Linked DNA regions of Sus scrofa: regions 1 and 2 are each linked to region 3. Evidence: chromatin contacts called from public Hi-C and promoter capture Hi-C data. All regions are on one chromosome and are shown on one strand. Each heading gives the region's core, a stretch centred on a gene start, on an enhancer-like site or on the middle of the called end of the contact. The rest is flanking DNA. Distances are from core to core; before and after follow the strand shown.

The links. Promoter capture Hi-C pulls out the DNA fragments that hold promoters and counts their contacts. Hi-C and Micro-C count contacts between places; a contact is called where the count stands out from the background.
Region 1: a contact with region 3 is called in a promoter capture Hi-C map of fetal liver, with 2.2 times the contacts expected there. The contact joins the promoter of UBXN6 here to the promoter of SHD in region 3. A contact is called at or near these places in 1 of 5 promoter capture datasets (fetal liver) and 1 of 47 Hi-C or Micro-C datasets (liver).
Region 2: a contact with region 3 is called in a Hi-C map of epiblast stem cells, with 2.9 times the contacts expected there. The contact joins the promoter of PLIN4 here to the promoter of SHD in region 3. A contact is called at or near these places in 3 of 47 Hi-C or Micro-C datasets (epiblast stem cells, fetal liver and heart right ventricle).

Annotation. Positions count from the first base shown.
Region 1 is chr2:74,356,247-74,358,946 of Sscrofa11.1, reverse strand. It overlaps UBXN6 (UBX domain-containing protein 6), which reads right to left and starts at 1,425. Exons shown (of 11, transcript XM_003123069.4): 1 at 1,305-1,425. HDGFL2 (hepatoma-derived growth factor-related protein 2) reads left to right here and starts at 1,910. Exons shown (of 16, transcript XM_005661325.3): 1 at 1,910-2,080. The coding sequence starts at 2,009.
Region 2 is chr2:74,317,183-74,319,882 of Sscrofa11.1, reverse strand. PLIN4 (perilipin-4) reads right to left here and starts at 1,259. Exons shown (of 8, transcript XM_021084054.1): 1 at 1,150-1,259; 2 at 959-1,026; 3 at 303-450. The coding sequence starts at 1,009.
Region 3 is chr2:74,505,556-74,508,255 of Sscrofa11.1, reverse strand. It overlaps SHD (SH2 domain-containing adapter protein D), which reads left to right and starts at 1,401. Exons shown (of 6, transcript XM_003123062.5): 1 at 1,401-2,700. It overlaps CCDC94 (coiled-coil domain-containing protein 94), which reads left to right. Exons shown (of 8, transcript XM_013994769.2): 8 at 1-426.

The sequences.
Region 1 (2,700 bases), core at 176-2,675, 150 kb after region 3:
TGAGATAGATTTCACATGCTTAGGGATGTTTCTTGAAACTAAAGTATTATATCTGTACCCTGGGATCAAATCCCTCCATTTTTTTCATAAAGTTTTTTTGTTTGTTTGTTTGTTTGTTTTTTGTCTTGAGGGCTGCAACCAAGGCATATGAAGCTCCCAGGCTAGGGGTAGAATCGGAGCTATAGCTGCCAGCCTACGTCAGAGCCATAGCAACACCAGATCCAAGTCGCGTCTGAGACCTACACCACAGCTCATGGCAACGCTGGATCCTTAACCCACTGAGCGAGGCCAGGGATCAAACCCACAACCTCAAGGTTCCTAGTCGGGTTGGTTTCTGCTGCGCCTCCAAGGGAACAAATAAAGTTAAAATAAAACCCAAACAGGCCATCGATATTCACAAGGCATACAATAGGATCCTTCTGCCCCAAATGCCCTTCCAGCACCCACTGGTCTAATCATCTTTGACCTCTGGTTAAACTATTTCTTCAGGAGTTCTCGTCGTGGCGCAGTGGTTAACGAATCCGACTAGGAACCATGAGGTTGCAGGTTCGGTCCCTGCCCTTGCTCAGTGGGTTAACGATCCGGCGTTGCCGTGAGCTGTGGTGTAGGTTGCAGATGCGGCTCGGATCCCGCGTTGCTGTGGCTCTAGCGTAGGCCAGTGGCTACAGCTCCGATTGGACCCCTAGCCTGGGAACCTCCATATGCCGCAGGAACGGCCCAAGAAATAGCAAAAAGACAAAAAAACAAAACAAAAAAAACCTATTTCTTCAGAGAAAAACCTATTGGTTCCCCAGGATAGGGAAAGTTTCCGCCATTACTCAGCTCTTTCTCAAGAACTCTATTTTACTTTTGAGTTATTTAGAAAGAAATGAACATTTCCTTGCCCTGCTAGACACTGAATTCTCAAAAGCAGGGTTAATAGCACTTAGTGCTTCAAGTACTTCCTACTGCCAGGCACAGTTTCCGGAGCCTTAGGGGTGGTGATGTCATTTAATCTTCACATAGGATCCCTACCATTATGAATCCCATTTTACAGATGGGGATACTGAAGCAGAGATTATAGTAATTTACAGTAACTTATCCATGGCAGTGCTCAATACATTTTTCTCCACTGAATTACTATGTATATTGCATATTTTGTGGCTCTGGCACATGGCGCTCAATAAACTTGTCCTGAGTGAAGAAATAAGTGTTTCGTGCCCTTTTTTTTGGCTATTTTTCCTCAGAACCCCCCATACCTCCCGCCTCTACCCAAGCCCCACCCTCTCAAGCCTGCAACGGCGCGTCCCTATTTTGAGTTGAACCTTGTCTCACGATATCCAATGGTGGACAGGTGCTTCAGCTCCTCCTCCTGTGATAGCCAATGCCCACTCTCTACCTTGAGCCGCTTCTCTCGTGGTATCCAATGGCCTGCAGATCTATATTAAGCCCCTCCTCAGGGTACCGGGAGGCTACCAATGACCCTCCCTTTACATTGATTGGGCCTTCTTTCCTATGATATCCAATAGCATGCTGGCTACTTAAGGCTCCTCCTCCTATGGCCGTCTAATGCCCTCCCCGCTACCCTATACCCCGCCCTAAACGACTCTGGCTGCCCGCTTCTTCACTTGCTGTCCGCCTGTTTCCCTCCTCCCACCTTTCCTCTTTCACCTCCCATAACCTCCGTCCCCTCCCATTAGGCCTCCACGTCACGCCCCCTTGCCTGTATCCGTTATCCAATCCCGTTAACTTGCTCTGCTCCAACCCCTCTTCTTATTGGTCCCCATGCTCCTCTATCCCCGCACGTGGTCCTGAGCGACGGCGTCGCCCACCCCTGATGGTCGGAGGGCGGGACTTCCGGCGGCAGACAAGCCAATAAACACGCTCCGACTCGCTAACCAGGCCGCCGCCCCCGCCCCTTCGGCGCCCTGCTCCCGCCCCCAGCTTCGCCTCCCGCTGCCGCCGCCTCCGCCGCAGCCGCTGTCGCCGCCGCTGCCGCTTCCCGCGGCCTGGGCCTCTCGCCGCCAGCATGCCGCACGCCTTCAAGCCCGGGGACTTGGTGTTCGCCAAGATGAAGGGCTACCCTCACTGGCCCGCCCGGGTGAGGCCGCGCGGGAGATTGGCCAGGCGACAGGGGGGTGGGGGGTGGGGCAGTAAGGGGCCCCAGGCCTGAGGGACCCGCGCGCCGGGGGTCTGGGAGTACCCCTCCTTGAGGAACCCGCTTGCCAGGAGTTTGGAGGCACCCAGGCCTGGGGTACTCGCGTGCCTGCAGGTTGGGGGTCCCTAGCCTGAGGGATTCTCCCGCGTGAGGTATGGGGGAACTTGGGCCTGGATGTCTGAGGGTCCCATGCCTGAGGGACGCACCTGCCGGGAGTTTTATGGGGACCTGGGCTTGAGGGGCCCGGGCGCCGGGGCTGTCGAGGGCGCTGAGATTAGGGGACCCTCTGGGGGCTCCCAGAGCCGAGGTATATGGGTTGAGGGACTTGGGGTCTCAGGGCTCAGGGTTTAAGTTTGAAGGAGGTCGGTAGCTATGACTGGAGCTGAAGAACCTTGGATTTGAGGAGAAGGCTCAAACTGATGAGAAGGAGGTGCTCTGGACCTCTTTGGGGGGGCAACAAGAAGCCAAATTCTGAGGGCCTGGGGGTCGAGGTGGGCCTAGGGTAAGGGTTCCAGTAATGGAGAAAAGTAGAAGTTCGAGGTTGAGAGATGCTCAGGAGGGTC
Region 2 (2,700 bases), core at 10-2,509, 190 kb after region 3:
GACATGCAGAATGCCCAGTCCCTGGTCCTCTGGGCATCTGAAACGAGGTGAGGGAAGGTGGAGGAGGGGTTGAGAATGCGGGAGGAGGCGTTGCCGCGTCCACACCCCCAGGCTTGCTGGCTGTACTGCCTTGGGCCACTCACCTTCCTTGTTTATACCTCGGTTCCCTCTGGCACTAAAGGAGTGTGCCAGCCTTGTAGGGTCTCTTGAGATGCCGCAGGTGCTTACAAAGTGTTCCCAAGAAGTCCCAGTGCTGGGGTCCACCCCCAGAGCCCCTGCCTCCCATGGAGCTGGCCACTCACCCTGAGCCTGGGGCTGGGTGGCCTCAGGGGCTGGAGCGCCTGCGGTATCGGCGGCTGGCCGAGCCTCTCTCGCTGAGCTGTGGGCGTTGGCCACTAGGTTCCGGGCAGAACTGAAGCCAGGCAGGGACCCAAAGAAGCTGCTCAGGGTCTGCATGGGGTAGGGGACAACGTGAGTAGGGCCAGGCTGTGGCGGAGGCAGCATGAGGGGAGCATCAGATGGGCCTGGCTTCCCAAACCGCCTTGGGCCCTTGCTCCGGAGTGACCTCAGGAAAGCATCCCAGCCCCTCTGGGCCTCGGTTTCCTCACCTGGGCAATGGGCAGATTCAGCCTGCCTCCCGTGGACATAGGAAAAAACTCATCCTCTGAATCTCCAAAGACCTGTTCCTTCCACGGCCCATGTTTTACAAATGGGGAAACTGAGGCCCAGGGAGGGGCTGAGGTAACCCAGCGGTGGGGGGAAGCTGAGGTTTGCTTCATCCCCCCACCCCCACCCTCCGGCTTGGGACGGGAAGGAAGATTGGCCCCATGGCCCTCAGAGCCCTCCCACCCCACCCAGGAAGCCCCTCCAGCCCCCAGGATGTGGAGGTCACCTTTCTATGGATCTGGGGGCTCTCCAGGCCCCATCTGGAGTCTTTCCTTCCCAAGCCTGCCCTCACCTTGCCCTTGGGTTTGGGGGCCTCCCGGCCTCCTTCTTCTTGTGCAGACATGGTAATCCTCTAAGTGGCTGGAAGGAGGCAGAGAGGGTGTGTGAACAGGGGCTCCTGGGCCTCCTGCCCCCACCCCTAACCCCAAGCAGTCCCCTGAAACCCACCTGCCTGCAGGCTAGTCTCACCCCGACAATGCTCACCTGGACCGTGTGAGGGTCTCCTGGAGTGACGAGTGGCGCAGCTGGCAGCTGGCTTTGCTCTCAGCTCCCTGGCCTTATAGGGTCTGGGGCGGTGCAGGCTTGGCTGGCAGAGGCAGGCAGCCAGTGGGCCGGGGGAGGGCCCTGGACAGTCACGTGCTTGCCTGCCAGGCCCGGCGTGGGCCCTGGGCCCAGCACCTTTCCCCTGCTCTCAGCACTGAGCAGCCTCTGCCCGTGGCACCTGCCCTAACCAGGCTGAATGATTCATGGGCAATCCTCTACCCCCAAGGCACAGCCCACATACTCTCTTGGCCTCTGTGATAGGCATGGTTCTTATCTCCACTCTGCCCTCCCTCCTTCTCTCCCCCTCACTCACTGTGCTTTGGCCACACAGGCCTCCTCTCTGTTCCTCCAAATCTCCAGGCCTGGAGCTGCCGCAGGGCCTTTGCACCTGCTGTTCCCTCTGTTGTTCCTCCCCCCACACACACACAGCCTCCTCCCACACCTCCACCAGGTCCATCTTTTGTTCCCTTTTATGTCCCCAGCCATAGAACAATCCCTGGCACTCAGTTGGTACTTAATAAATGTTTGGCTAAATGGACCATAGGGTGATTGTGAGCGTGAAATAAGGTCAAGCATGTGCCCTGTTTACCCCAGTGTTTGGTACCCAGCAGGTGCTCAACAAATAGCAGCTTAGCACTGCCCAGGCAGAAAGTGAGGAGCAGCATCTGTCCTGAGCAGAGAAGGGGATGTCACTTTCCTGAAGGGACCTGCCTTGAGAAAGGGCCGAAATACAGACCAAGACAGGGTACCAACAGAACTAGGGGTGCCTTAGGAATGAGATCCAGTCCTGGTGGGCTGGGGCCAACCCAGGGTGGCTTCCTGGAAGAGGTAACCAGTGCCTGACACCATAGAGCTGGGAAACAGCAGGGACAGGAATTGAACCCAGCCCCAGAGCCTGAGCCTGTGTGCCAAGCAGGCTGTCTATGGGTAGGGGTACAGGCAAGTAGAAAAATAACCAGCTGTGCCCTCCCTGAATGCCCCCAGCCTGCCCCTGGCCAGGGAGCCCAGCTATGGGCTGGTGGGGCTGACAGGACAGGAGGACAGTTGGTGGCCCTGGGCTGTAAGCCGGGAGGAGGGAGGGTCCAGCCGCTGTGATGACCCCTGGATGGTTTCCTTGGAGCTATCACTCTGTTTACCAAACAGTTGGGGAACAAAGCAGGGGTGTCTCCCGAAGTCTCTTCTCCAGCCAATGCTTCCCAAAGGTGGCGGGCAGTGGCCAGTGGGAGAGGGGTTGGGGAGGTTGGGAAACCCTGGGAGCGCCTCTCACCTCCCCACAGGGCCGCCACAGCACAGCAAGGAGGGAGAAACCCAGCAAAAATCATAAAAATGACCATAAACATCAAATCAGCTCCTGTCGTTCCTCTACCCACAGCCCTCCAGGGCTCCCACCTCCCCCAGGGTAAAAACCTAAGTCCTGGGGTTCCCACTGCGGCTCAGCGGAAATAAATCTGATTAGCATCCATGAGGACACAGGTTCAATCCCTGGCCTTG
Region 3 (2,700 bases), core at 152-2,651:
CAGGATCACGTCTCCTCCATTAGACCAGGAGCCCCTGAAGGCGAGCAGGTATTTCCTCCATCTGACTGGGTACTTCAAAGAGCAGGGTCGCACCTCTGCTATCAGACTGGAAGCCCTTTAAGTCAGAGCCATGGCTCCTCCATCAGACTGGGGCTTCTGAGAGCAAGACCATGTCTCTGTCAGACTATGAGCGAAGAAAGGCAGGACTGTGTCCAGGAGCTTCTGAAGGCAGGGCCACGTCTCCATCAGATTGGGAATTTTTAGACCCCGCCGCGGGTCGTACCCACCTGGTCCCCTACTGTCCTGATGCCTTGGCTCCCATCCCTCTTGCAGACACAGGGATCTTCAAAACAAGAGAAGACAGGAGTTCCTGTCGTGACTCAGTGGTTAACGAATCCAACTAGGAACCATGAGGTTGCGGATTCGATCCCTGGCCTCTCAGTGGGTTAAGGATCTGGCGTTGCCATGAGCTATGGTGTAGGTTGCAGACGCGTTGCTGTGGCTCTGGCGTAGGCAGGCAGCTACAGCTCTGATTCCACCCCTAGCCTGGGAACCTCCGTATGCCGAGGGAAGTGACCCTAGAAAAGGCAAAAAGACCAAAAAAAAAAAAAAAAAAAAAAGAGAGAAGACAGGCACAGTTCCCAGCCAGGGACCTCCTCTGGCTACTTCCTGAGGTCCCATCCACTCTAAGCATATATTGTGCACCTATTGTGTGCCATACAAGAAAATACTATTATTCAGCCCTAAAAAGTGACGAAACACTCACTGACACGCTACAATTTGGATGAACATTGAAAACGTGATGCTCAGTGAGAGAAGCCAGGCAGAAAAGGTCACATAGTATGTAATTCCATTGATATGAAAGGTCCAGAACAGGCACATCCACAGAGACAGGGAATGGGCTCTTGGTTGCCAGGGGCTGGAGATTTGGCAAGAACGGGAAGTGACTGTTCTTTGGGTACGGGGTTTCTTTGTGGGGGGATGAAGGTGTTCTGGAATTAGTGATGGTTGCATAATCTTACGAACATACTAAAACCCACTGAAATGTGCATTTTAATTGGGTAAGTTATGGAGTGTGTGACTTATATCTTAAAAAAAAAAAAAATTTTAGAAGCACCAAAAACAGTGCCAGGCAGTGGGCTCTTGACCGAGAGTAGCTATTGTTCTCCCATTTCACAGGTGAGAAGGCAAACCAGGTCATTTACCCAAGGTCAGGTGGGCTGAGTTCCCATAGTGGCTGAGCAGTTAGCAAACCCGACTGGCATCCATGAGGACGCCGGTTTGATCCCTGGCCTCGCTTAGTGGGTTAAGGATCTGGCATTGTCGTGCGCTGTGGTGTAGGTCGTAGATGTGGCTTGGATCCTGTGTTGCTGTGGCTGTGGTGTAGGCTGGCAGCTCTATCTCCTATTTGACCCCTGGCCTGGGAACCTCCATATGCCGTAGGTGTGGCCCTAAAAAGAGAAAAAAAAAACAAAAAATAAACCTGTCTCTCAGACCATGAGTTCTGGGGGAAGGCAGGTCCCCTCAGCCCAGACCCCCCCAGACCACGCACCTCCTTCCCCTTATCCATGCAATACTGGCAACCTGGCTTCACTCCCTTGCTCCCTCTCCCCTGATGGGAAATCCAAAGCCCAAGGGGTTAGGTGACTCTTCAAGGTCACAGCACCACGGAGTCTCTGGACCCCCAGCTCACTCCCCTCCTCGTCCACCACCTCCTGTCCCTCCCACTCCCTGCTCCTGGAGTAGAGTGGGGGCAGCCCCAGGAGAAGCCAGCTCAAAAGCACAGGAAAGTCAAACGCCCATTTGATTCTGCCTCCGGGGCCTCTAATTGCTATTCCTGACACACACTGTAATTAGAAGGCCCCTTTCAAATATTTATACCTTAGACGTCGCGTATTTATCTGACAGGGAGAGGACTTGGATTTGATGAGATCTGTCAACAGCTCATCCTCGAGCAGGGAATTGCCTTGCAGCTGACAGAAAACAGGACAATTACCCACTGTGCTCCCTGGCAGTCCCCAGGGATGCTGCTGCCTGTCGCTGATTGCAGAGGGCGGGGTGGGGTGGGGGGCTGTGTGAAGGCTCTTCTGGAGGGAGGATCGAGTTCAACAGGTTCGTGTTGGGCAGCTCATCCAAAGCAGAAGAGGGGTGGGGAGGTGGGGGCACGTACGAATGAGGAGCCTTGTTTTGTCAGCTCCGGGCCTCAGTTTCTCTATCTGGAAAATGGGGCTAACAGTGGAGGGGAGATGGAGAACCTCCAACTCCGTGAAGAGACCTGGTGGGTGTCAAACGCCACTCCAAGTCAGGCCATATCATGGCATCCAGTCAGAAATGAGCTGCGGGGTGTCCCTCCCCCTCTGTGCCTCCATTTCCCCAAGGGGAAAAAACAAGTCACTCCCTCCTGGCGATCCTTCCTCGAGCTTTCTGGGGTTTTCCTGTTAGAAGCCCATTTTTCAAATCAGGAAAGCAAAGCGCTTTCATGGCCCCCAGCCCCACTATTCCTGGGGTGGAGTCAGCTCTGACTTGCACTCCAAGCCACAGGCACCTACCCACCTCAGGGGGCCTGGAGAAGGGAATCTGGGGTCCAGTCCTTCCTGACCACCCATCTTACTCCTCTATTAGGGGGAACTGAGCAAGCCACCTTATGGAAAAAGAGAAAATGTGTTTGCTCTGGAACTGGCCAAGGTTCCCTTTGCTTCT